Regions from separate parts of the Mus musculus genome. Here all the other regions are linked to region 2. A link is a contact called in public promoter capture Hi-C data. All regions are on one chromosome and are shown on one strand. The core of a region is the stretch at or near the end of the contact, and the rest is flanking DNA. Distances in the headings are between cores, read along the strand shown.

Evidence for each region. Promoter capture Hi-C pulls out the DNA fragments that hold promoters and counts their contacts.
Region 1: a promoter capture Hi-C map of liver shows a contact between it and region 2, with 5 times the contacts expected there. The contact joins the promoter of Hspa4l here to the promoter of Spata5 in region 2. A contact is called at or near these places in 4 of 39 promoter capture datasets (cranial neural crest, hippocampal neurons, liver and 1 more) and 1 of 484 Hi-C or Micro-C datasets (brain).
Region 3: a contact with region 2 is called in a promoter capture Hi-C map of pre-B cells. The contact joins the promoter of Plk4 here to the promoter of Spata5 in region 2. A contact is called at or near these places in 3 of 39 promoter capture datasets (cranial neural crest, hematopoietic stem and progenitor cells and pre-B cells) and 5 of 484 Hi-C or Micro-C datasets (B cells and embryonic stem cells).
Region 4: a contact with region 2 is called in a promoter capture Hi-C map of pre-B cells, with 3 times the contacts expected there. The contact joins the promoter of Pgrmc2 here to the promoter of Spata5 in region 2.

What each region holds. Positions count from the first base shown.
Region 1 is chr3:40,740,876-40,747,335 of GRCm38.p6, forward strand. It overlaps Hspa4l (heat shock protein 4 like), which reads left to right and starts at 4,738. Exons shown (of 19, transcript NM_011020.3): 1 at 4,738-4,909. The coding sequence starts at 4,803.
Region 2 is chr3:37,415,660-37,421,730 of GRCm38.p6, forward strand. Spata5 (spermatogenesis associated 5) reads left to right here and starts at 4,291. Exons shown (of 16, transcript NM_001163511.2): 1 at 4,291-4,841. The coding sequence starts at 4,682. It overlaps Nudt6 (nudix (nucleoside diphosphate linked moiety X)-type motif 6), which reads right to left and starts at 3,937. Exons shown (of 5, transcript NM_001291044.1): 1 at 3,683-3,937; 2 at 1,042-1,245. The coding sequence starts at 3,911.
Region 3 is chr3:40,797,454-40,803,977 of GRCm38.p6, forward strand. Plk4 (polo like kinase 4) reads left to right here and starts at 2,498. Exons shown (of 16, transcript NM_011495.2): 1 at 2,498-2,830; 2 at 3,547-3,642; 3 at 4,332-4,427; 4 at 4,505-4,619. The coding sequence starts at 2,801.
Region 4 is chr3:41,081,304-41,087,066 of GRCm38.p6, forward strand. It overlaps Pgrmc2 (progesterone receptor membrane component 2), which reads right to left and starts at 1,743. Exons shown (of 3, transcript NM_027558.1): 1 at 1,292-1,743. The coding sequence starts at 1,691.

The DNA of each region.
Region 1 (6,460 bases), core at 3,488-5,987, 3.3 Mb after region 2:
GGGGGAATTTGCACAAAGCACAATGATACCTGAATCTGAAAATGTCATGAGGAAACCCACACTTTCTAAGGGATTGTGTGTGTGTCTGCGTCCGCGCACACACACGTGTGTGAGGTAACTGCAGCACATGTGTGCAGATTCCCTGGAACTAGAATTAGAGTTGATTATGAGCAAGTTGATGTGGGTGCTGGGAACCCAACCTTGGTCCTCTGCAAAAGCAGCAATCCCTCTTGACCTCTGAGGCATTTCTCCAGTTCTCCTCCCATTATTTTCAATAAAAAAAAAAAAAGAAAGAAAACTGAAAAAAAAAAAAAAAACCTTAAAGGTTACATACACAAAGTAAGTAAAATCCACAGACTCGTAATTATGAAATTCCAAGATAGGAAAAACAGTCCAAATCTTTAAATGTTTGGTCTAAAAACTGACCAAAACTCTAAATGGGTTAGTATTTAGACTCATTAATAGTGGATGCTAGAGAGGGGAAATCCAGTTAATTCTAGAAGCTGGGAGTACAGCTCACTGGTAAATATGTGCTCAGTATGCATGGGGTTCTGGGCTAACCAAAACTATAGTCAACTACATTATGACCCACTAGTTGAGATAATATTTTAAATAGTTCATTCAAAGACATCTGCTGAAAGATTTACAAATCTGAACCCAGGAGTGGTAGGCATGTAAAAAAAGGTGGTGGTATAAACAAATCAAACCTAGCTAAGTGCTTGCAGGCTTTGAAAGGAAAAAAAAAAAAAAAAAACGCTAACTTTTGTGTATTTGGGAAAAATTTAGCCCCCTGTTTACTTGTCTTGTGATTTTACATACATTCTGGTCTCTTCCTTCTTAATATAAGTTTTACAGGAGGAGGCTTGAATGTGACATTAGTTATATTATGCTTAGGTAGGTAAGTTTGCTTACATATGAGGTTCAATAATCACAAATCCACAAGTGTATCAGTCACTTACTGGTGATACCAGAATAAAGATGGTATGTTTAATCTTCATTGCTCACTCTTCTTTCTCACCTGCTTGAAAATTTGGGCAAGAGTATAGCTAAAATAATTTCTAAAAGAAATTTTATTAAGGTATCATATGAATGAATTATAAGACATTGAATACTGTCTTAGGATTTCTATTGCTGTGGAAAAAACCCTATGCCCCAAAACAATGTGGGGAGAAAAGGGTTTATTTTGCTTACCCTCCACATCTCAGTCCATTGTGAAGGAAAGTCAGGGCTGTAATCTGGAGGTGGGAGCTCATGAAAAGGCCTTGGGGTGCTGCTTGGTGTCATGCTCTCCAGGCCTGCTCACATTGCCTTCTCTTACACCCCAGGCTTGCCTCACATCAGTCACCTACGAAAATGCACCACAGGCCAGCCTTGTGGGGACGTTTTCTCATCTGAGGTTCCCATTTCCCAAATGATTCTACCTTGTGTCAAGTTGGCATATAACCAGCCAGCACATTAATGAAACAACTATTTAACTCTAGAGATTAAAGGTGTTTGGGGGAAACAGACCAGTCTAAGCTATTTAAGTCAGTTGCAGATTGCTTTCTGAGAATGTATGAGGTCTTGGGTTCAATCCCCAGTTGAGGGGGGAAAAACAAACAGAAACAGTAAAGAGCAGATTGAACAAAAAACTAAGACATAACAACGAAGGCAAGTAAACCAAAAGCTGGTTCTTTTAAATAGTAATGATAAGAACCAAGAAAAAGACACAAGGAATATTAAGACTGGAGAAAGACAAAAACTATAAAAGAAGAGCACTGACTTAAATAAACCAATGTCTGTCAACAAATTTGAAGTTGATAAAATAGTAATTTTTGATAAAAATATGACTTGATTGAAAAATAGTACAAGACATGAATAAACTACCCACTAAAATAATGTAACCAGTGGTCATAAATCTTTGTCAGAGAAAACAGGAATCTCGTTCTAATTCTACAAAACTCATGTCAGATGGTTTAAATGAGAATGACACCATAGGCTCATATATTTGAAGACTTGGTCTCCAGTTGTTGGAACTATTTGAAAAGGATTATGGGCCTTTTGGAGAAGGTATGTCACTGGTGATGGGCTCTGAGATTTCAAAAGCCCAAACCATTTCCATTTAGCTTTCTGTGCCTTCCTTTTATGGATCAAGACATATGCTCTCAGCTACTGCTCCAGTGCCGTGCCTGCCTGCCTGCTGCCATGCTTCCCACCATAATGGTCATGAGCACGAATACTCTGAAATTGTAAGTTCCAAATAAACTCTACTGTAACTTGTCTTGGTCATCAATTAAAAAAAAAAAAAACCTAAAAAAGCTGGTCTTGATTAAGAGTAAAGGAAGCAAACTGGTCAGTGAATATAGATGCAAATGTTCTACATAATTATCACAAGTGTGACTATGGGTGATTTGTCGGAGGAATAGGAGGGTGTTAAAGAGTTTGTTAATATTTTTCACTGAGTAATAGGTTGAGAATAGGGGTCTCATTCAATGATTAGCATTTGCTAAATTTCAGCATCAAGAAAAGAAAAACTTAGCGAACTAGCAATATTTAGGTTTAAATTTCTTATAAACACAAAATTTTCTGTTAGAGACAAGTATGCTCACTACTATTCCTTATAGTCTACATTTTATTGGTGATCGTACTTATCATTAGAGAAAGCAATAATAAAAGGACAAAATGAAGGAGGTCCTTCACAGGCTATATGTTTTGAAACCGAGAGGGTCCAATAAGCTAAAAGAACCAGAATCTACAATAGAGTGCAGCAAGTTTCCTAGCTACAGGATCAATATAAATTACCATTATCCTTATATTCCAATAGCAGCTAAGCATAGTTATATTGACATGTTGATGTCATGCATAAATGCTGTGTTTACATTTAGCCTGAAAACAGTCCAGGGAGTAATATTATCTTAAGAGACACTGAGCCCACGGCTTGGAAAGTAATTGCCAAAGGTCCTAGAGGCAGTAAAGGTTATGTATGCCTGGGGTTACTACATGAATCCATGTAACTTCCAAGTGCTTGTCCTGTTTTAACTACTAAGTACTCATTTCCTCCTGTTAGCTGTAAAGAATCAGAACTCTTTGTTCCTGGCATCAATGCCTTCTTTTTACTTAATATTTTAAGGGTTTAATAGGAAAAAAAATTTTTACACGTGAGATTCCAAAAACATCATACACAAATAAAATGAAATTCGTGGTCCTAGGAGAGCTTCAAGATATCCAGGAATAAATCTAGCCAGCGGCAGATCATTATCCCTTAGGATAATGGCTAAATGGGGCAACTTAGTAGTGGAAGCCACTGAGACCCAGAGTTCTGAGGGGCCAGAAGCATCCAATCCCTGCTCTGTGTGCGCACAGCCTGCTGGGAAGCCAAGGTAGGTGGTCTCCTAAGAAAGTGCTGAGTGGGTCAGAGCATGCCCCCTGCAGACTCTGAAGTCAAAAAAGATTCTTTAGAGACACTAGAGTTGGAACAATAGTGGCGTCCCAGTTGACTTGGTATAGTTCCTAAAATGTATTTTGTATTCATTATAGCAACAGCGGGGGCTATTGCCACACTTGCTGCTGCCGCCCTAACAGCAGTGTTAATAGTGAAGCGATTGAGTAACTTAAGAAGGAGCACAAATACGGACTATGAGAGTACTGAATATGCGGATAAAAATTCCGTGTCAAATTCCAAGGTGAAACAGGAAGCACACAAAAACTTGGACGAGCTGGAAGAGGGATTACACAAGGAATTGGATGAGAAGGGTCACCAGACACAGGAACTGGACGAGAAGGGTCAGAATGTACATGAAGAACTAGATAAGAAGAGCCCACAGATACATGAAGAACTGGACCCTAAGGAACGTGGGACACAGGGGCTGGATAAAAAAGAGCCAAATTCACACTGGGATGTGCATGGAAAGGACCAGGACCGCCAGACTTCGTAAGCATGAGCTAAAACTTGTTCAAGTGCACACAGGCAGCACGCCTCCTCACAAGGCAGGCTTCTTCTCTGAAGCTCCCTGGGCAAGCAGGCCAGGGCCTAGAAAACCACTTTTTCATGGAGGAAGGTGACAGGTTGGGACCGGGCGCAGCAGGGTAGCTCTGAGAAGCGGGCGACCCTGGCACCGCACAATGGGCACCACCTCACAGAGGGGCTGCAGGAGGAGCCTCAGCACGAGCCGCACGCGGGCGGCCCCTCGGGGCTGCGAGGCCGGCGGTGAGATCCCAGGCTGTGGCTCTCGGGGACCCTGGGAGGATGCGGGCGGCCAGAGCGAGCGGTGCTGCGGAGAGCAACGCGGAGGAGGGAGGCGCTGCTAGGAGGGCGGCGCTTAGAAGAGCGTCCGCGAGACACCGCTGCCCCGGCGTTGCCGGGAGACGGCTTCGCCCCCCCCCCCCAGGCGTCGCCCGACCGCTGCCCCGCCCCGTCCCGCCCCGCCCTGCCCCGCGGCTCCGCGGCCTCCCCTCCCTCTTTCCAGCTCTTTCTCGAACCTGCCACTCCGCAGCGAGCCGTTGCCGAGCGCTGACGGGAGCGGCCGAGGGCGAGGCCGCCCAGCCTCAGCCGACCGGTGGCTCGCGCCTCCCGGGGCCGAGCGCGCAGGCGCAGACCGCAGTAACTGCCGGTTGGGGGCGGCGAACCGCAGTGGAGACTAGGCGGCGGGCCGGGCGGAGGCGGCGCGGCTCAGGCGGGCGGCTCCACCTCCGCAGTTCCGACGCCCTGCCCTAGATTTTCCGATAGAGAGTGGGTCCTCTCCTTTGCTTCTCGCAGGAGTCGCAGCGCCCGCAGTGGGGACCCGCAGCGGGACGCGGTCTCCGCAGCCCGAGCCTTAAGCGGGATGTCGGTGGTGGGCATTGACCTCGGCTTCCTCAACTGCTACATCGCTGTAGCGAGGAGCGGCGGCATCGAGACCATCGCCAACGAGTACAGCGACAGGTGCACGCCGTAAGTGCCGCACGCCCCCTTTCCTGGGGTGGGGCCCGGGACGCCCCCTGTGACAGGTGCAGCGTCTACAGCCAGACGAGGAGGGCAGGGGCTTCCCTCTGGCTGCTCGGCTCGCCTCATCTCTGCTTGCCGCAGACATCCCTGACCCTGGGGCCCCTGCGTTGGGCTGCAGGAGGCCATGGGGGGGCCACCTCGGCATGGCGTCCTGGACAGGGAAGAAAGGTCTGAGGCAACCAGAGAGGGGTGACCTGGGATTATCCTGTACTAGGAAGTCGGCTAGAGCTCTGCATTCTGCCCTCCCTCCCCCATCTCCTGAGCGACAGCTTTCTCAGAAAAGTGACCCCTGGTTATTGCACACCTAAGAAAACGAAGGGCAGTTTTCCTAACACTAGAAGTCATTGGCTTTATTTATTTATTTATCTGTCTGTGTGTTTATAGAAAGGAGAGATGAGGTGGTGTCCTTGAGAATTTGAGATGATCTGACCAGTTTCCGGAGGGATTAGGTTAACGGTGCATTCACTATGAGACTCGGACAATGGGAATCTTAGCTGTACATTGGCAGTATCTTTCAGTTAGTGGAAATTGCCGTTGTTAGAAGCTACTACCCAAAGTGCGTGTCTACAGAGTGAATTGTTGGTGAGTCAGAGGCAACGATCCTGTGTAAACAGGATTGTGGAGTGTTTCCATTATGAACTCTTGATGAAAGACTATGTAGCATTATGTCATGGAAACGTGTGTCCACACGTTCACTTCTTTCTCCTTTCTGGAAAGTTTGTTGGCAAAGAACACAACTAATACTTGCACAAGAAAAAACTCTTTGTACACTCTTGTTCACCTATAATTTGATGAGGAAAATTTTGTTCATGTGTTTTTTTTTTTTTTTGGAAAGATGAATGATCCATACTATATTTTTAAATTAAACTAATTCAGCCAAGATCAGTGTAAAACCATCTTTAAATGATGAGGTTAAAATAGTTCTAGTAGTTTAAGAATGTGACAGTATGTTTCAGAGTAGCTTTAGTGAATACAGAATGCTTTGATTTCTTTCCAAATGTAGTCTGCAATGTTTTAGGCCTCCTCTTTTTCTAGATTGACCCATCACATCTCTATTGAAATTCTAGATAAACAAATGTGAACATTAGCCACATAACCACCATAATTCCAGGACCAATAATTTACTCATGATTTATTAATTTATTAAGTATATATTATGAAAAATTATTAAACTTAGAAATATAGGTACATGAAGAGGCAAAATTAAAAATTAAAATTCTATCCAAAAATAAGACTTTTAGGTAGTTTTCTATTTGTTTCTAAAGTAGAAAACTTGACGTTATGTTAACTAACCTCTATGTAAGGTATTTCTATTCCATTGTTTTAGTGTTTGTATAATCATTAATTCCATCCCATATTCTGCTTTCAGGTTGCTCATATTTTATTTTTGCAGATGTTACAATAAGTACCTTTTTGTTTACTTTTACTTTGTAGATTTGGGGTTGGGTTTCATGTGTTTGAGGAGTAACATTCAGTGGATGAAAACTACTGCGGACT
Region 2 (6,071 bases), core at 3,041-5,540:
TCAAGGACTTCCTGGGAACAGCAGTAGCAACAGCTGGCAGAGAAATTTGTAATCAGAATTGTGGGTACAGAAGTAGCCATTCATTTTAGAAAACACTCTAGGCGATTTCGATGCCCTCTGCAATGAGGTTTTCCTGTTTCTGAAGCTGACTGTTCAAGGCTCTAACCTAGCTCCATTGTTCTATCTTAAGCTGCTACCACTTGACCCATTAACCATGTAAAGTCTTAGGAAGTAATAATCAAATAAGCATATGGTTAGTTTGCCTTGCTTCAAGTTCAACCTAAAAGTTTTCCTATACAATGTTATAATTTAGCGCATATTTAGGCAGAAACAGTCATGAACTTCATCAGAATCAAAATGGGGTTCCTTGTGTCAAAAAGGAAATAAAGCTGGGAGGTTATGAAGGGCAAGTCCTTAACATGAACGCCTGACAGCAACTATCACAAACGATGGCTGGGACCACAGCTGGCCACAGCCAGAGCATGGAGTACCCCATGAGGACACGCCCACCCTTTGACCAATGCCACCATGCTCCTTAATGGCTGTGTCCGCAGATTACTCTTTGAAGTACCTGAATGAATACTCACAGTTTTACCTTTTCAAATCTAGTCTTGCCTTCTTGAACATGCTCTAGGTTTGCTAGCGCACACGTGTCTGACTGCAATATACTCAAATCACCATAACCTCTCCCCACTAAAAAAGTTACTTTCTGGAGAATTTCATGTTTCCTTGTACTGACATATGCTTTAAGGAGTATAATTTATTTCCTTCTCCCAATTCAGTGTCACTACTGAGAATAGAAGCTCAAATATCTGTGTGAAGCATGTTAAATGTAGCCTTTGGGAAGGCTGCTTTTCCACTTGTTTTCTATGCTAGCCTGTAATTCACGGGGCAGACACCCTTTCTTTTTTGAAAAGCACGACACCACCGTTGCACAGTCACACAGCACTCACTGACCAGCATTCACTGACAGACTAGCAGCCCAGCTTCAAGGAGACATGGTAAACTTGTGAAAAGGCAGTTCCTGAGTCCAAAACTGACCTGCAACTCCAACTTGGTGTGTAGCATATCCCGGGAGTCTGCTGGGTCCTTCTCCCAGCCACAGAGTCAGTGTTGAGGAATGGGGTTTTGCGTGGTGGAAGCAAAAGCCCAGGGAAGCAGCAGGGGCAATGAAGTGGCTCTGCAGGATGGGGATGTGTAGCCAGGCAGCTATCCGTCCTTCTGAGCGCCACTGCTGAATGGCAGCTAGAACGCAGAGGGAGGAAGATACACCCTGTAAAGGTTTTCTGTGAAATGCATGGTCCCGACCTCTCTGCATTGCTATAGCCCAGTTGTTTATGTGATTCTCCACCCACCACAGCACTGGTGTTTATAAGCAAACCACCCAAATGCAGGCCCAGCACATAGCAGGTGTTCAGGCACTGTAGAACGGACAAAAGAAGCGGAATCACATGCAGTTCTGGCGCTTCCTTCTTCTTTCCAGAGCTGCATATGCTATAGGGTACTCTACCATGGAGCCAAATCCCCAGCCCACTCTATTTCTCTTAATGCCATTGACTTTAATCTTCACAAATGATGATGAAAGGTGTATTTACTCCTATGGAAAAGTTCTGATGTTATTCTTGGTTTATAAGAATAGAAATTAAAAAAAAAAAGTCAGAACTATCCTGACGTATTACTAGCCTGAAGAGAGGAATATTTTTTGTGATATTTGCATTAACATGTCTATATCTTATATTGTACCTTTTATAATACATTATATATTAAGTAGTCTATCATTAAAATTCCTTCAATGAAAGTGGATTCCTCAATAGCAGTAGCATCCCTTATGCATCCTACAAGCTAATCAGCCAACTTCTACTCTACACATTTGTTTACATTATTAAAAGCAATTTTCCTTTTTTTCCCTCTAGTAATGTGGCTTTCCCTCCTTTCCCTGTGTTCATAGCTTGTATGAGCTCCTAGAAGCTCAACCTCTTCAACAGTTTTTCCTAACTACTGCTCATGCGCTACTATTATGTGAGCTTAAGGCCATATGATGTCTGTGTGATTTATTAGAACATACCATGTTCTAATACTAGACAGCATCTACTAACTAGTTTTCTAATGCTAGTTAAGATGTCATGGATTTGCAATTCTAGAAGCAGGGGTATTTCACTGCCAGGGCAAACTCTATGTGATTCCAGGCAAGGTAATTACCTCTGTAATCCTGGAAGCGAGGCAGGGGTGGGTCATGAGTTTGTAGTCAGCTTGAGCTATCTATAACATTTACCTATCTCAAAATCCCTCTGCCAAGGAAGTATTCTATGTAGGGCTAAGTATACTATAATCCTACTATCTGAGTTATGTAAAAGCAGTGGTAAATAGTGACCTTCATATGCAATATGCTTTAACAGCCTTTACTAACTCATTACAGACAACATCTAATCTCCTTAAAGAGACATCGAATCAGGCTTTCTCCTCAGATAAGCTCCTGTTTACAGGAACTGCCAACTAGTTTGGTTTAATTCCATCACAACAGAACTATTGGAAGCTCAAGAACAGTGTGAAGAAAGCAAAGACCAGAGCCAGAGGGAGGTACCCGTTGTCTCTGGGCCTTGGCACCATCATCCTTCAACTGGGCAGAGCATGTACTTCCAGGTTATGGAGATGAGATACATTCCTAGTTGTTAGATTCTTAAAACAATGTCTAATACTTGATAATGACAGTGAAATGTTTTATTAAAGGGGTCTCATTCAGCGTGTCTTTGATCACACTTATCCAGTATTCAGAGCTGGCTAGCATTAGAAGTCTTTTTAGTGGTCATTTGATTAATGAATACCTGGAAAAGTTCGTAACACAATCTTGAACTCGAACCTTGGACTTGTTTCAAGATCCAATACACTTCTGGAGTGGTGCTTAGATTATCATCTCCCACTGGGAAAAACTATCTAAGTATGGCAAATGCCTGTGCCCATCCATATACGTGCACATATCAGAGGATGAACTGATTCGATTCTCCTACTGGTGAAAGTGTTGAAGTCTAAGCACTTATAAGCAGGAGAGATGATGTTAAATAGCCTTGTTTGAAGATTAAACAGCATTAGAGTCGCTAACTTGCCGTGTTTGTTGCTCACAGAATAAAGATCATTTGTGGTTTCCTGGTTATGTGAAAGGATCTTTTCCATTCCATGCTAAATTTCCATGCTATGCCTTCAGTTTGAAAAACAGGCTGTTCTAACAAATCAGACACTTATCCCAAAGTGAGGGGGACTCCTTCACACAAGCATCCTTTCAGATAACTGGGTTCACCGTTCAAAGCCAGTGATGTACCAGTGATGTGTTCCTACTGAAAACTGCAAAGCTCTGTGGGTAGATGCAAGCACTGGCACCCATCCCGGTTAGGAAACCGTTTTGCTTGGCAAAGCATGTGGCAGAATCCAAGTAGCAGCAAAACTAAGGTTGCAAGGTAGCACACAGTGAGGCTGTCAGTGTTTACTAAGAGTTAAAGGCGTGGCCGACACCGTGCTAGGCGCTGCGAATCCCGTGTCAGTCTCAGGGGCAAGCATTCAGGGTTCGGGCCGGGACGTGGCTGAGGGCACTTCCAGGTCACAGCGAGAGGACCGCTGGGTGTCCTTTCAGCTTTCACCTCAGAGCCCACACGCTCCGCCCTGGTTTCCGGGGCCCGAGACCCGCACTTGCCCTGCAAGAGCCTCCGGAAGGCGGCGGCATCCAGCCCGTGCAACGTATGGTGCCGCGACAAGTGCACCGAGACGCCCCCAAATCTGTCCAGCTCGCCTTGTAGCTCGGCCCCGCAGGAGCCCGGGGTCTCCAGGCCGCCCGAGGCTGTGCGCCGCCCCGGCCGGAGCCTGGCTCCGCCCGCGTAAAGCAATGTGGAGAACCAGTAGCGGGTCCTCCTCACCCACCACATGGCTGCACCTAGCCTTTCCGTTCTCCCCTTCCCGCCCCGCCCACATCGCCTGACGTAGCATCTCTTCCCTGTCGCACGCCCCGCCCCTTCCAGCCCTGCCCGGTCTACCACGCCAGACGTAGCCTGGTCTCATCCTGGGCGCACGCCCCGCCCCTTCCCGCCCCGCCCACATCGCCTGACGTAGCCTTGTCTCCTCCAGGGAGCACGCCCCGCCCCTTCCCGCCCCACTCTCGTGACCCCGTGCAACCTCACCTCTTTCCGGCGATCGCCCCGCCCCATCTCGCGGCGAACACTCTCAGGCCTCTTCCGGAGCTCGCTCCGCCCCTTTTCGCTGGGAGGAGGGCCGACCGTAAACTCTCGAAACGTGTCTCCACCCGCTAAGCTTGAGCTGGACTTGCCATTTGGTAGAGCTTAGTGGAGCTGACTGTCCTCGACGGGTCTGGAACAGAGAGGAGAAACTTTCGGATTTTGTTGTTGTTACTTTAAGCCCAACCACATTCGCTTCGGGACTAGGCAAAGCAGCGGAACAGCCGAAGTCCACTTTTCAAGGGTTCATAACGTCAACGGCGGTGCCTACGCCTAGCCCTTCTTTCTTTCCGAAACGGTGTCTTGCGAGACCCTCGCTCTCCGCCTCCGCCTCGTGGGTGGCGCTTCTACGCGGAGCATTACGGCGTGCGCGCCGCGCCGCTGACCTCTGACCCGGAAGTTTGATCCCCGTGCCGCGCACGTTGAGCCGGCTCGGGGCTGCTTTTCTCCGACAGCCTGCGGTCATGTCTTCCAAGAAGAACCGAAAGCGGCAGAAGGAGGGCGCGGAGGGCGCCTCGCCCTCGCTCTCTGCGGCTCCGTCCCGCTCAGGGACCTCGACTCCTTTCGCCCAGCCGAGCCCGGCGGCGCCGGGGATGCTGGTGGTGACCAACTTCCTTGAGAAAGGTGAGGAAAGCGCGGGCAGCCGCGGGGCTGAGGCGCCTGAGGGGAGCGCGGCGTGTGGAGGTGGGCGTGACGCGGGAGCCCGCGGACCGCCAGGCGGCCCGGCCCGAGGCGCCCGCCCGGCCCTCTTTGCAAAAAGTTGAGGATTGCCTTTTTACTTTTTCCTCTTTCATACGTACTTCGGGAGCACTGGCGATGGCGTACGCCACGGGACCTTGACTAGCAACCCTCGAGGTGGCCTTGGCTCCTTGGAGACTCACTGTCCAGTCAGCCCGGCAAAAACGGTTCTTACCTAGTGAGCCTAGCCTGCGCTCAAACGCTAACTTGTGACGATGAACGCGTACTGCCTAACAGCGCTCTGGCTGTAGGGACAACGGCAGCGTTTAGTTACTGCTGTTGACTAGTCGCACCCTGGTGTTAGTCCTAAGTTATCCCGTCACGTGTGCCGCTCCTCTGGTTTTTCACAGAAACTGTGGTCAAAATGAGTACGGAAAGGTCAGGTCCCCATCTCACAGATCAGAAAAGGCTAACGGAGTCGCATATCAGGTACCCAGGCACCAGTGGCTGGCAGAGTCCGTGTTGGAGTACAGGTCTCTTTGATTCCGGAGCTGTTTGTCTGAGATGAGTTTTGTTGGCTTGGTGAATGGACAGACTTCACGTCTGAAAAATGAGCTACTTGGTAAACCTTTTAGCTTGTATGATGTGTAGTGGTTCTGAAAAGTGGAGCAGACTGACGAGGGACATAGTTTTTTTTGTGTGTCCAGAAAGATTGTCAAGACTGTCTTAGCATTAGCACAGTGTTTAATCTGCCTTAGCAATCAGGATACAGCTTGTTCTGTTCTGCAGATTCAACAGCTTTTCAAGTAGTTCCTTCCCACTGTCATTTACACATGTCAATTCTCTACTGCCTTACACCACTGGAAAGGTTTCACAGTGTCTTCCCGCCACCCCCCTCTCTCTGTACCTTTTAATTGTCTACTCACTAAATGGAGTGTTCTCTGCATGCTTGTCAGTCACATACCACAATTTCCATGCCATGGTCTCTTGGGCACTGCTTTGTAATGGTCACAGATAGTCTCCGTGTTGTCAAATCCAGTGGCTGGTTTTCATTACTCGCCTTTTGACTCTGTAGCCTTTGCCAGTGTTAATCTTTTCTTCCTCAAAACATCTTCCTACTTATTTTATTTACCGTTACACTTTCCTAGTTTTTCTCCATGTGCATTGGCAGTTATT
Region 3 (6,524 bases), core at 1,248-3,747, 3.4 Mb after region 2:
CCACCTGTTTAATCTCACTGTCAACAGGATAAAACTGATTTCCTTAGTGATCAGAGATGACAAGAATATAAAATTAATAGAAGATAACATAAACTAAATTGTAATCCATTGCTAAAAGAAGAAAACATTGAAATCACATTAAAAAGTCTAGTAGCCAGGTGAGTACTAGTGAAACAGAGGGAGGGTGTCCATTGCAAGTAAGTACAAAGTCAGGTCTACAGAGACCTTGTCTTAGTAAGTAAATAAAAACCTAAACACTGATAGCTACTTTAATGACATCATATTTGCCAGTTTGAAGAGTATTTGTGGCTTATAGAAGATCCAAAAAAAAAAAAGATGTAGTAGAGAAAAAGTTATGCTAAGAACATACAAAAAGGTAAGTGAAAGGCTAAGAAAAAATGATTCTACAGGTTAAAAAAATGTTTCTGTAAATATGAGTAGTATAAATTAAAACTTTAGAGCATAAAGAGGGTATTCTTTGATTATAGAGAATTCATTAGAAATATATATGAGCTCTGACACAGGTCTGAGAACATAGACTGCAGCTGACAATGAAGTGATAACACAAGGCAAATATATAAAGCAACAAAAAGTAACGAGGGCATGGATTTATATCAACAGACTATTAATGGGCTCTGATAAACTTTAAATACATGTGAAATATTTACAAAAACTCTGAGGCCACAAAATAAAGCCCAGGAATACCAAAGACATCTGCAAGACTTTTAAGCAACAGTCTAAATCATCTATGAAACTAGATCGGGTAGCACACATCTAAAATCTAGCTCTGGAATTCAAGGCCAGCCTGAGGTGCATAGCATGACCCTGAGTCATAATAATCTTATTTGCCTATTAAGACACTGCAAGGGAAATTCTAATATGCCAGTGTGCTTGAAATTAGAATTCTAGAATGTTAAATCATGTTGAAAATTGAGAGTGCTTCTATGAATGTAAACATTCCTTAAACTACAAATGAATCCATTAAATTGCAGGTTTTTGTTTTTGATGTGCAATCATTCCTGTGTGTACGTAAATTACGTGTTCATTATAAAGTATCTTCACACAAGCTCCATCCGGCAGGCACGGTGCTTTGTTTTCAAACAGCTTTGAGAAAGTTCTGTACATGAGATCAGCTTTTTTGTTTGTAGATTTTATTTTTATAACGTGAGTTTATGTGAGTATAGGTTTGTGTACATGAGTGCTATGTCGATAGGAGCCAGAAGGTGGCATCAGAGCCCCTGGACGTGGATAACAGGAGGCTAGCTGACAGCATTGAGTACTGATAGGCAAATATGGCTCTCTCCCACAGCAGCTAGGTCTCACTCACTATGTCGGTATCTCCTACCCCTGAGATGTGCACAGTGTCTGAAAAGCATGAAACTTGTGAAGTGATGCCTTGCTTGCAGGATAACGTGTTCATTTAAATATGTGTGGAGGTTGGCCTTAATTGTCTCAAGGATACTGCAGCCAAAGACAAAAAGGTCCTAAATGAGGACCTCACTCAGCATAGAACCTTTTAAAAGTGCCCGCTAGCCTATTCCTCTTATTCCTAACTATAAATTGCCCTTGGAGACACAGGCCCCCACTAAGACGACTCATCTTTGTTGATAGACCCCCTGACCACCCAGGTGCCATCATCTCTGATTTGCTGTCTTTCCAAATGAATCTTTCCTTGCCTCACTTCTTGTCCTGGAATCACTGGCATTTGGGGATAGCAATCTAGACCTGGATTGGAACACTATTAGGAGTTGAGATAAAACACAGACACAGAGAGAACACACTATTGAGGATCTTCAGAAAACAAGTCACTACTTTGGATCTTTTTGCATCTGATTAAAAAATCTCAAAACAATTAGGCTAAAAAGCAAACCCCTGTCGGATTATTTACTAGCAACTAATGTAAAGATCCATACCACTACTCTTTCTTCAAAACATTTTTAGAGGAAAATGACTTAGCCTAGGTCACTCACATATGGCTCAAAATAAATTTGTAAGATTGGTAGCCCAGGTTAGCCTGGAACTCCTTAGAGTCCAAGAATGGACTGACTCAACCCCAGTGCGTCGCTGTGTCCAACCTTTAATATCTGTCCGGGCAGCGGGTTGCTGGGAAAGAAGAAACTAGAACCCAAGGACATGTCCACGCTTGGAAAGCATTTTACCACTTAGGTACATCCCCAGGCTTTTTTTACTTTAGAGTCGGTGTTTTCCCTATACAGTTCATCTTAAAGCACCACACATTAATAGCTGTAAAAAAGGAAAATGGCACAACGGTGTACATGGTGGGCTGGCGGGTTCGGGGCTGTTCTAAGGAAAGTAATGGACTTTTCCCCCTAGTTCTCTTTAGGCCAAACCTACACACTTATTTAAAAGACTTTCTGCGGGAAGCCAAAGCCCTATTATCCTTCAGGTCAAAACGTAACCTATTATTAGCGTCCGCGCTACGGTCAGTCGTACACTGACCGCTTTCCGTCAAACTTAAAACCCACTTCCGGCCTAGAGCGAGGGAAAGCCCCTGCTGCGCATGCGTGTCGGTCTCCGCCTCTAAGAAGTGGAGAGTGTGCTGACGTCACCGCCAGGCTGGCTCGTTCGGAGACCGGCGGGAATTTTTCAAAATGGGAGCTCCGGGGCGCCGCCCAGGCCTCGGGAGGTACCGGGGGTACCTTTCGGTGGCGTTGGCGGCGTCGCCAGCGGCGGCGTAGAGAAGGCGTCCTGATGGGCGCCAAGACCTGCTGGCTTCTCGGAGCGCTGCCTCGGAGGGACTGCGAGAAGGCCGAGCCCCGGGCGCCGGCGGCTCGGGAACATGGCGGCGTGCATCGGGGAGAGGATCGAGGTGAGGCCGGCGGGCGCGGAGCTGAGGGAAGGTCCGATGGAGGCGGACTCTGGTATTCCGGGACCCAGTGAGCTGAGGTGAACCGAGCGCAGTGCTGAGGGGAGGTCCATTGTGGCTCGGCACAAACACACGGGAGACCAGACGGGTTAGCGGGCTGAGGCTGAGGCCCAGTCTGGCTCAGGCGCTCACTGGTGCTCAGTGACACTAGTAAAGCGGGGATGAGGCGGGCAGGCGCGGTGGCGGTGGCGGGGCTGATCGCCGAGGGACAGGCGAAGCGACCCGCCCCCTGGAGCCCCGCCCGGAGGGGAGCGCCTTGTACCCCGCAGGTGTGTCTCCAGCTGCGGGCCCCGCCCGGTCCTGGTCCCTTGGCGTCGGGTCCGCACTCCCGCCTCCAAAGCCGCGCTCCGCTTGCCCCCTCCCCGGGGATGGCGGTTACCGTGGCGGGAGCTGCGGCGGGAACCTGGTGGGCCAGAGGAGGGACCCGAGCTAACCAGCTCATTAGAGTCCTTAGCCTCCATCAGGGAGGGAGCTCAGAAAATCTCTCAGAGCGTCAAGATGCCTTCCACCCCAGACACCTGCATCATCGAGGTGTGGCAGCTGCTTGAACCATGTCTCCTTTTCTCTTTGGCCCATTTCACATCCCATCCCCTACCCAACTTTCTTACTTTCTAGATCTGCGATTCCTCACGTGTAATCCTTAATTTTTTTTTTAAAAGGACTTTAAGGTTGGAAATCTACTCGGTAAAGGATCATTTGCTGGTGTCTACAGAGCTGAGTCCATACACACTGGTTTGGAAGTTGCAATCAAAATGGTAAGAATGTATTAGTTATTGTTTCTTCAGTATTTTTGCAAGGTACTAGAGAGCAATGAAGGCATGCTATTTAAAATGTCCCACTCATTATCTGCTAAAGACTGCACCTTGCCACCCTGCCAAATGTGTGCATTTGTAATAATTGCATAATACATTGCATAACCAAAAGACAGCTGTTAAGTACAGCATCTGAATTTAAGGACATTTAAGAGACTCTTAACCTTGCTTAAGTGAAGTTTTATACTTTACTAGGGTTCAGGAGACCAGTACATTTTGTTGCTATGAATACTTAAGGTAATGAGAAGTCAGCAATTTATAATAATAATATGCTCATTTGTGGCTGTAACGGTCCAAGAATACCATTATGGTCAGCCTGTGATCCCAGTTCTGAAGAGTTGGGAAAAAGAAAATCCTAACTCCAGGGCCAATCTCTGCTATCACATAAATGCACTGGACATACTGGGAATGTACTCTGTTAGGTCGAGGGCAGAGCACAGATAGGAGTAAACTGACTTCAAAGACTATATTAAAAAAAAAAGACTTCTTACAATTATAGGTTGTTGTTTGAGCTTTTGTCTGGGCTTAGGGGTATAGCTAGGTGGTAGAGTGCTTTTCTCTAGCATGCACAGGGCTCTAGATCAAGCCACAACCATAAAAATCAACAAATAAATCTGCCCTCTTATTTTTAGATAGATAAGAAAGCCATGTACAAAGCTGGAATGGTACAGAGAGTCCAAAATGAGGTGAAAATACATTGCCAGTTGAAACACCCCTCTGTCTTGGAGGTAAGATACCAGATGTATTAAAGTAGTTAAGGAAAGCTGGATGTTCGTATAGTTGACGGCACCCTTTTCTGTTTTAGCTCTATAATTACTTTGAAGATAACAATTATGTCTACCTGGTATTGGAAATGTGCCACAATGGAGAAATGAACAGATATCTGAAGAACAGAATGAAGCCTTTCTCAGAAAGGGAAGGTGGGTGTCTTTTGGGGGTTGGGGTGTGGAATTTGTCTCTCTCTGTTCTGTTTGGTAAAACTTGGCTTTTCAATGTGTGGTTTTGAAAAATGTGGTATTTTTATAACATTTGTGTAATTTTGTTTTGTTGATGCAAGGACTCTGGCTGTCCTAGGCTGGTCTCAAACTCACAGTTTACCCCTCTCTCATGAGTGCTGGGATTAAAAGTATAAGCCACTACACCCAGATTAGTAATACATATTTAAATTTATTTTATTTTATTTTTTTGCATGTATTGAGTCTTTACCTGCTTGTGTGTCTGTACACTGTATGTGTGCCTGGTGCTCAGGGAGTTCAGAGGAAGAAATTAGATCCCCTGGAACCTGATTGTGAGGTACCATGTGAGTGTTGTGAATCCAGGTCCTCTGGGTGGTGAGCTAGGACTCTTATCCACTGGGCCATCCTTTCAGCCTCAACAATTTCTTTTCTGTTTTTAAGGCATGTGTATAAGTGTGCCTCTGTCTATGAGTATGTGCATGTAGTGTAGGTAGGGGTCCCTGCCCTTGGAGGGTTAACATGGATACTGGGAATAGAGTTTGGGTCCTTTGCAAGAACAGTATGTATCTCTTTATCAGCTGTGTCATCTCTCCAACCACAGATAAAACTATTTTAAATTTAAAAAGGAGAACTCCCCACAAAACTGGCATTTATAAATCAAGTATTACAAAAGTAGAGAGATTTGTAAGCCTTCTGTTCTCTAAAAACAAATTTAAATTAAATTATTAGTAACAGTTTATAGAAAATCCTTTCAAATCTGGAAAATAACTTAGAATGTCTTTGACTAACATTTCCAAATAAACATTATGAACATTTACTATATATGAAAGGTCTGAAACGCAGAGAACTATGCTTATTACTTATTGCTTATTAGCTTATTAGTCAACTTCTGAAAGGATGGAGTGATTCAGACTCCCCAGGTAACATATCTTTGCAATGCAGATTTTTAAATGCACATAGCAACAAAGCTTTTTTTCACACATAATAATATTTTTTATGAAATACAAAATGAATTTCAATTTGTACCCCCATTTTCTTAAATCAGATAAGCTCCATATGTTGTTAAACTACTGTTTTGGTTTGGTTTTTTTTCTCTTCCAAACTACAACTAATACTGCAGATAGAGCTAAGGAATATGGATGCTGATAGGTTTTTGGTTTTGTTTTTACTATCTGTTATTCATTTGTATCTTGTGTGTTATGGTCGGAGGTTAGCTCTAGGGAGTTGGCCATCTCTTTTTATCAGGTGGGCTCTAGATATCTAACTCAGGTTGTCAAACACCTACAAACACCTTTTCCTGCTTAACTATCACACTGGCCTGACAGAGCATTTTATACATTTAAATCTGTTGGACAGTGGTAACAAATACTAAATTGTGAAACATTGATAACTTTTCTCTCAAGTTCCATTTTTAATAGTTAATTCTGAGGAAATAATACAAACTGGAGAGGATGGGTTGCATACATATAGATGTTGGTTATTGTATTTTTCAAAATGCTTTATAATTTTTTATAAACATTTTACTGAGACAATATTTATAAAGAAAAAAATTATGTTAGACCGAACTAAACTTAAAAACTTATATATAACCAAAGATGCACTCCCCTTCCACCAACAAAGTTTAAGACAGAGATGATAAGAAAATATCTGCAAACAAAATGTATGACTGATGAGGCTGGGGCTGTAGTTCAGTGGGTATGTTTAATTCAGCACATATGCACAAAGCCCAGGCTCCCTGTTTTCCGCTGACAAATTTGTCTGTAGTGCATTTAACTAAAAAACTCAGGCTGAAAAATTAAAGGTGTACTTAAAAGGGGAAGGATAATCAAATAAGAAACTAGAAGATATGAGCAGACTATTTACTAAGGA
Region 4 (5,763 bases), core at 493-2,992, 3.7 Mb after region 2:
ATCCAACATCAAATGCTTATTTGTGTTTCTTAGCTCTAATCCAATCAACAAACCAAAACACTCCTAAAATAGCATCCAACTGAGCATAGAAATTAGAAGCGTCTTCAGTGTCAATAAATCAATCAGGGGCAATAAGGAAATTAAAAGGAAACCTAGCTTAAAAGTTGGATGCATACCTTCCAATAAGGGGTCACTTTGGTCTCTAGCTTCATTCTTACAACTCACGCTCTCTCTTCTCCTCCCCCTCCCCTTCTGTCTTTAAAGTTTAATATTAAGCACTGCATAACCAGGCCGCACAATGTTGTTCAATTTTATGGGCTACCAACAGATACCCGGGGTCTGAAGTTTATTTGCACAATCTGCAATATAGATTACCACTACACTGCAAAAGGGCCTCTAACGGCAACTACCTTCCACGTAATTTTCTGAAAGTAAAGTTGTAAAACCTTCAGCACATGCAGGGCAGGGGGCGAGAAGTTCGACGCTTCTAGGTTCGTGCCCCCCCTCACCCCCCCAAGGCGTCTCATTCTGCTAAGGGAAAATACAATAATTTATTTTCAACGGGTATTTGAATACTTATTTTACTATTAGCAGAGAAAGAAGGAGAGGAGGGAAGGAGGGAGAGACTGAGAGAGTCGGAGACAAGAGACACGCCTGCCTCCTGGGCAGATGAGCTCCACCCCCTACACTCAGGGCCAATATCTTTGCCAGTCTTACTTATTAAGGTTTACGTTCTGGTCCGTCCTCATTTTACATACAGTTGTTAATCTTGGAAAGCATCTTGGAGCCCAAACCGACTTTTTAGAAAAAGAATGAAAACGAGTCCGGGGTGGTTGTGAAACCGAGCTCCAGGGCTTGGGACTTGAAACTACGTGTCCCTAGCCCTGACTCTCGGCAGACAAGTCCGGAGAAGGGAAAAAGTAGGCAAGTGTCAAACAGACAACCCAGAATAAGAAGAAAGCTGTCTTAACACTGGGCCAAAAACTTTGGATCGCCACTTTAGCCCTCTTGCCCCGACAAAGCCCAGAAATCAAAACGCTCCGAGGAAAGGTTGAACGCCAACGTGACTAGAGACAACTCTTAACAATTTTGAGAATTTCAGCCCCAGGAAAAGCTGCGAGGAGATACGGATTGGGAAAGGCAAGGAACGCCGAGCGCAGGTCTGTGGGGCGCCACTGAGCCCCCCACGACGCCCGCAGCTGGGGGCGTGCGCGGGGCTGCGGTCCAGGAGCGGGGCCGCGGCGGGGATAGGGTGTCCCGGATCCCCACCCCGACACCCCTCACTCCTCACCGGGGCCGTAGAACTTGCTGCCTTTGGTCACGTCGAAGACTTTCCCATTGACCGCGAGCAGGATGCGCGGCGTGCGCGCCCCGTCGTACTGGCGCAGCTGCTCCAGGCTGAAGTCCCGCTTCTTCATGCGCGGCAGCGTGGCGGCCGGGCTCTCCTCGCCCGCCCCGGGTCCCGAGCACAGACCACGCCGCCCCCAGCGCACCCACAGCCGGTAGGCCCCCAGCAGCACCAGCGCCACCAGCGCCACGTTCAGCAGCATCTCCCCGCCCGTCGCCAGCAGCGCCGCCACCCAACTGCTCCTCGCCGCCGTCGCTCCGGCGCCACCCGGGCTCCCGTCGCCGCCACTCTCCCCGCCGCTCCCCAGGGTGCTTAGCTTTACGTCCCCATCACCCGCCGCCATCACTGCCCGCCAGCGCCTTCCTCCTCCCGCCCCCTGCCCTCCCCAAGCCCGCGGCCCTGCCCACCAGGCGGCGCTCAGCCAATCACGTGAGGGGCTGGGGCGTGGCAGCGCCGGCTGCTTATTGGCTGTTGGCTGGGTAACGTTGTCTGGCTTCGCTCTCGCAGCTCGGGCTCTGGCTGGCAGCGCGCGCGGGCAACGCCCCGCCCACCTCGCCCCACACTTCCCTGCTCTCACAGCCCCAACGCTTTCAGCCTGGGGAGTGTAAGGGAAGGGCGGGGCTGAAGAAAAATAGAGTGTGCGTGGGGCGGGGGGGGGGTGGGCCGAGCCGGCTGTGCGCGTGCGTACTCGCGCGTATGGGCGGAGCGCCGTCAGGGCGCGTGCGCGGGCCCTGGGACGCCACGCGCTGGGCTCTTTTTAGCAACCCCTCCCTGCTGCGCGCGCGTGCGCCCAGAAGCGGCTTCTCTCTGAGACGGCTGGTTCGCGTCTGTGACGACGCACGGCGGAGGCCGCAATAGAGCGTGAGCTGCGGGGCCGCGTGTGAAGCTGGGCTTCGGGCACTAGCCCTAGCAGCGCCGGACACTCGGGTCCCGGCCCACGCTGCTTTTGGGCAGTGCTCCTAACAGGAGTCGGACGCAAGCTCTTCTGCGCTTTGCTCCCCGGCGGTGGGCGTGCGCGGATAAAGCAGCCTGTGGCTCTAGCTCCATAGCCTTGCTCGGGGCCTGCGAGAGTGCTTTCCAGTGTGAATTCCACCCATCTCGCGCCCTCAGCTAGTTTGACAGGCTTCTGTCACTCTGCTTGTGAGGAAGGAAGATGCATCCAGGGAATGGCCAGTTCCTTATAACTTTGAACAACCGGGGGTGGGGGACAGGTATAGACGAATGGTGGCAGCCTAGGGGTGAGCTACCCGGCATAAAGGAGCTGACTCAGAAAGGAGCTGACTCAGGCTTTGGCGTGAACAGTATAGAAAAGTAGGGATGGGCTTTTCTGGCTGCTATTAGTTTTTAGGTAACTGTCTTTAGTGTCAATGGACAGGAGAGCCCTACCCACTAACGGTACTGGTGATCATAACTTCCCTAGAGAGGTTTTAACACTCGAAAGGATGGGAAACCAGCCATTGTACATAAGACTCATCGTGGCTTTTTTTTGGGGGGGGGGGGGGGGAAGGTGCTGAAATTTTTTTCTGTAATGGATTATATATTTAGGTGCTGTGGGCCATAAGGTCTCTCTGTCCCAACTGTTACATAAATAATAGAGAATGAGCATGATAGTGTTTCTATTAAAAATGTACTTAGAGACACCGAAATTTGAATTTGTCATGAAATACCGTCTTTTTGTTTTTGAGACGGTTCAGTGTGTTCCAGATTGGCTTTGCACTTGATATGTAGATGAAGATGGCCATGAACTTGCATACCAGCAAGCACATTCCCTTGCCCATCATTATGACTTTTAAATCACTTAACGTTAAAGTCGGTTCAGCCCCTGAGTAGGTATAGAAACAGCCTGTAAGCTATATTTTGCCAATCCCAGTCTGAGAATTTTTTTTTTTTTGAGTCAGAGCTGTTGTCTTTAATTGAGAATTAGTAAGTGACCATATAATCTTTACACTGCAAGAACGGGAGTAAAGCCAGATTGGCACAGGCCAACCTCAGTAGTCACCAGAAGGGTTAGAAGTCACAGTTCCTGTGGGACTTGCTAACAGAAAATGGAGATGTCAGTGATGGAAACTGGTTTTGGGAAAGAACGGTGGTAGCAATCTCAAGTATCTGTCAGTTGAAATAATGGCAGTAGGAAGAAAGGATCTCGGAGGTTTCATAGTAGGCATCTTTCTGTTCAGAATTGGGTCACAGGCTCTCCTTAAAACATTACCGTTTAGTGAGATTGCCTTTTGTTACATGGCTTTGGGGAGTGCTTAGGGAAGACTGTACTGGACATGGGGCCATGGCTGGTCACTTAAGGCATTATGACATGGAAAAACCTCTTCCTTACTAGTGCAGACTTGCTCCCTTGGAGGGTGCTACCAACTGAGAACCACTGGTATTAACTTGGCCAGGCATAACTCTGAGCTAAATTATGAGATAAATTTGTGCTTCGCTTAAGTGGTTTAGAAGAGAAGAATTGAAAAGCATTGTATTTCTGTTGCCTCCTACATGGGATGGGCAATGTTGGATTGCTGATACTGTCTGGTGAAGCAGAAAGCTTTATGCCCTTCCTAAAACAAATGTCTTGACTTCACATTAGAAACCCTACTCTCACTTGGAGTCCTCTGAACAGGTTATCCTTAAGGTTAGCCTCCTGAACTAGTCCAAAGGAGTTTTTTATTTTTTCATTTTATTTTTGCACTGTCATAGTAATGTCTTCTAGTAGAATATTCCCGCTTTGAATACCTCAGTAACTTTCCAGCTGGTGCTTTCCCAACTTCACTGCTTCATGAAGGGACTCATCTTGTATTTTAATTTCCTTAAATCAAACATCAATCTCAGGGGCCAGGAGGCGGGGACTTAGCAATTCAGACAAGCTGTTTGCATTCAGGGATTTCCATAAATCCCTGTGTGGCCCCTTGTCTTTTCTTAGATAAACTAATCTCTGAGACGTCCTCCCTTAAAGTGATGCGTTTTTTTCTCTATCTGTTCTTTTCCTCTAATGACTTGTTCCTGGGCCCCTGCTCGCTGTGTTCATTACCTACTCCGTGACTGCTCACACTGCTTCCTCGCTGGATGTCCTTACATTTCCTCCTGTCCAGGATCTCTTTCCTTTTCCTCTGCCTGAGGCCTGTTTGATTTCTTTCTTTGCATGTCTATGGATCTCTCCCCTATACCACCCATTTTAGCCTTTCTTCCTAACTGTTGTATTTTTACTTGAGGTAAGAGTTCACTGTGTGGCCTCCAGCTCTTGATTGTCCTGTCTCATCTGCTGGGGTCACAGATTGGCCTCAGATTATTGCATTATTGAAATTCTTTGGATTCCAAGGTTCCTCCTTGTTCATTGTTGATGTGCTTTTTCTGATTCTTCTCTCATTTTTTCTTCTCTGCCCATCACTTTGTTTCCTTAGCACTGCATGCACCTTGATTTATCAGTTATCTCTGGGAGATGCACCTCTGCTGCTCTAACGTCTCTCCAAGAGGTATTACTGCTAGCCACACCAGAAGTCATTTGTGTCGCTTCCAAAGAAAAGCTTGGAACACCTGTGCACCTTGCCAGTACTCTCTTCTTTTGCCAGGAGACAATTAAAACAAAACAAAACAAACAAACAAACAAAAAACTATTGTCCCATAGCTACCACTTAATTTTAAACAGCCAGGCAACTTTTATTTTCTTTCCTGGTTTTGAGTTGGCAACTCGTGCGGCATCATCTAATCTTGCTTTGAGGTTTCTTCACATGGCTTCTCTAGAAGAATAGCCTGCTCAGGGTTTGGAAAGCAAAAGGGCAATACCTTCTAGGTCTTTCTAAGTCTTAAGTTGGAAACAACACATTTCCATTGGTGAAAGTAGCCATAGGTCTAGCTGAATTGTAAAATAAGGGGAAAGCAAGTATCAATGAAGAAGGGGATGTGGTGGTCCCCAATTCTGTTTCAAATGATGGCTGATTTCCATCATTCAGAGTCCTAGAGTGAGGATGAGGCAGAAAAGAGCTGCTAGCTAACACATGGCACCACACAAATGAGAAATACATCTCTACTATTTCAACTCACAGATAGCTGAGGTCGCGCTAATTACTTTGCTGGACTGATCAAAGACTGGTAACAGAAATAGGGCATTGATATAACAGTCTAAAATACAAGGCGCTGACATACATGATGTATTAGGCATTACCATGGCTGGGTAGTAGGCAGCACTCTGCTCTCATATTTTCACCACAATACTTAATAAAGATTTCTTAGATAAATCTGAGAATCTGTTTCTTGGAATTCTTTCCTCTATTTTAGGGGAAACATTACTTTATTGTTGAAGACAGGTCCTGATATACAGAAAAGGAAAATTGATCCTCTATTCCAGGCTTGCCAGTGAATTTCCAGATGTGTGAGCTTGGGACTTATACACCCCACCATCCTCCTCTCCTTTCCTTTCTCTTCCC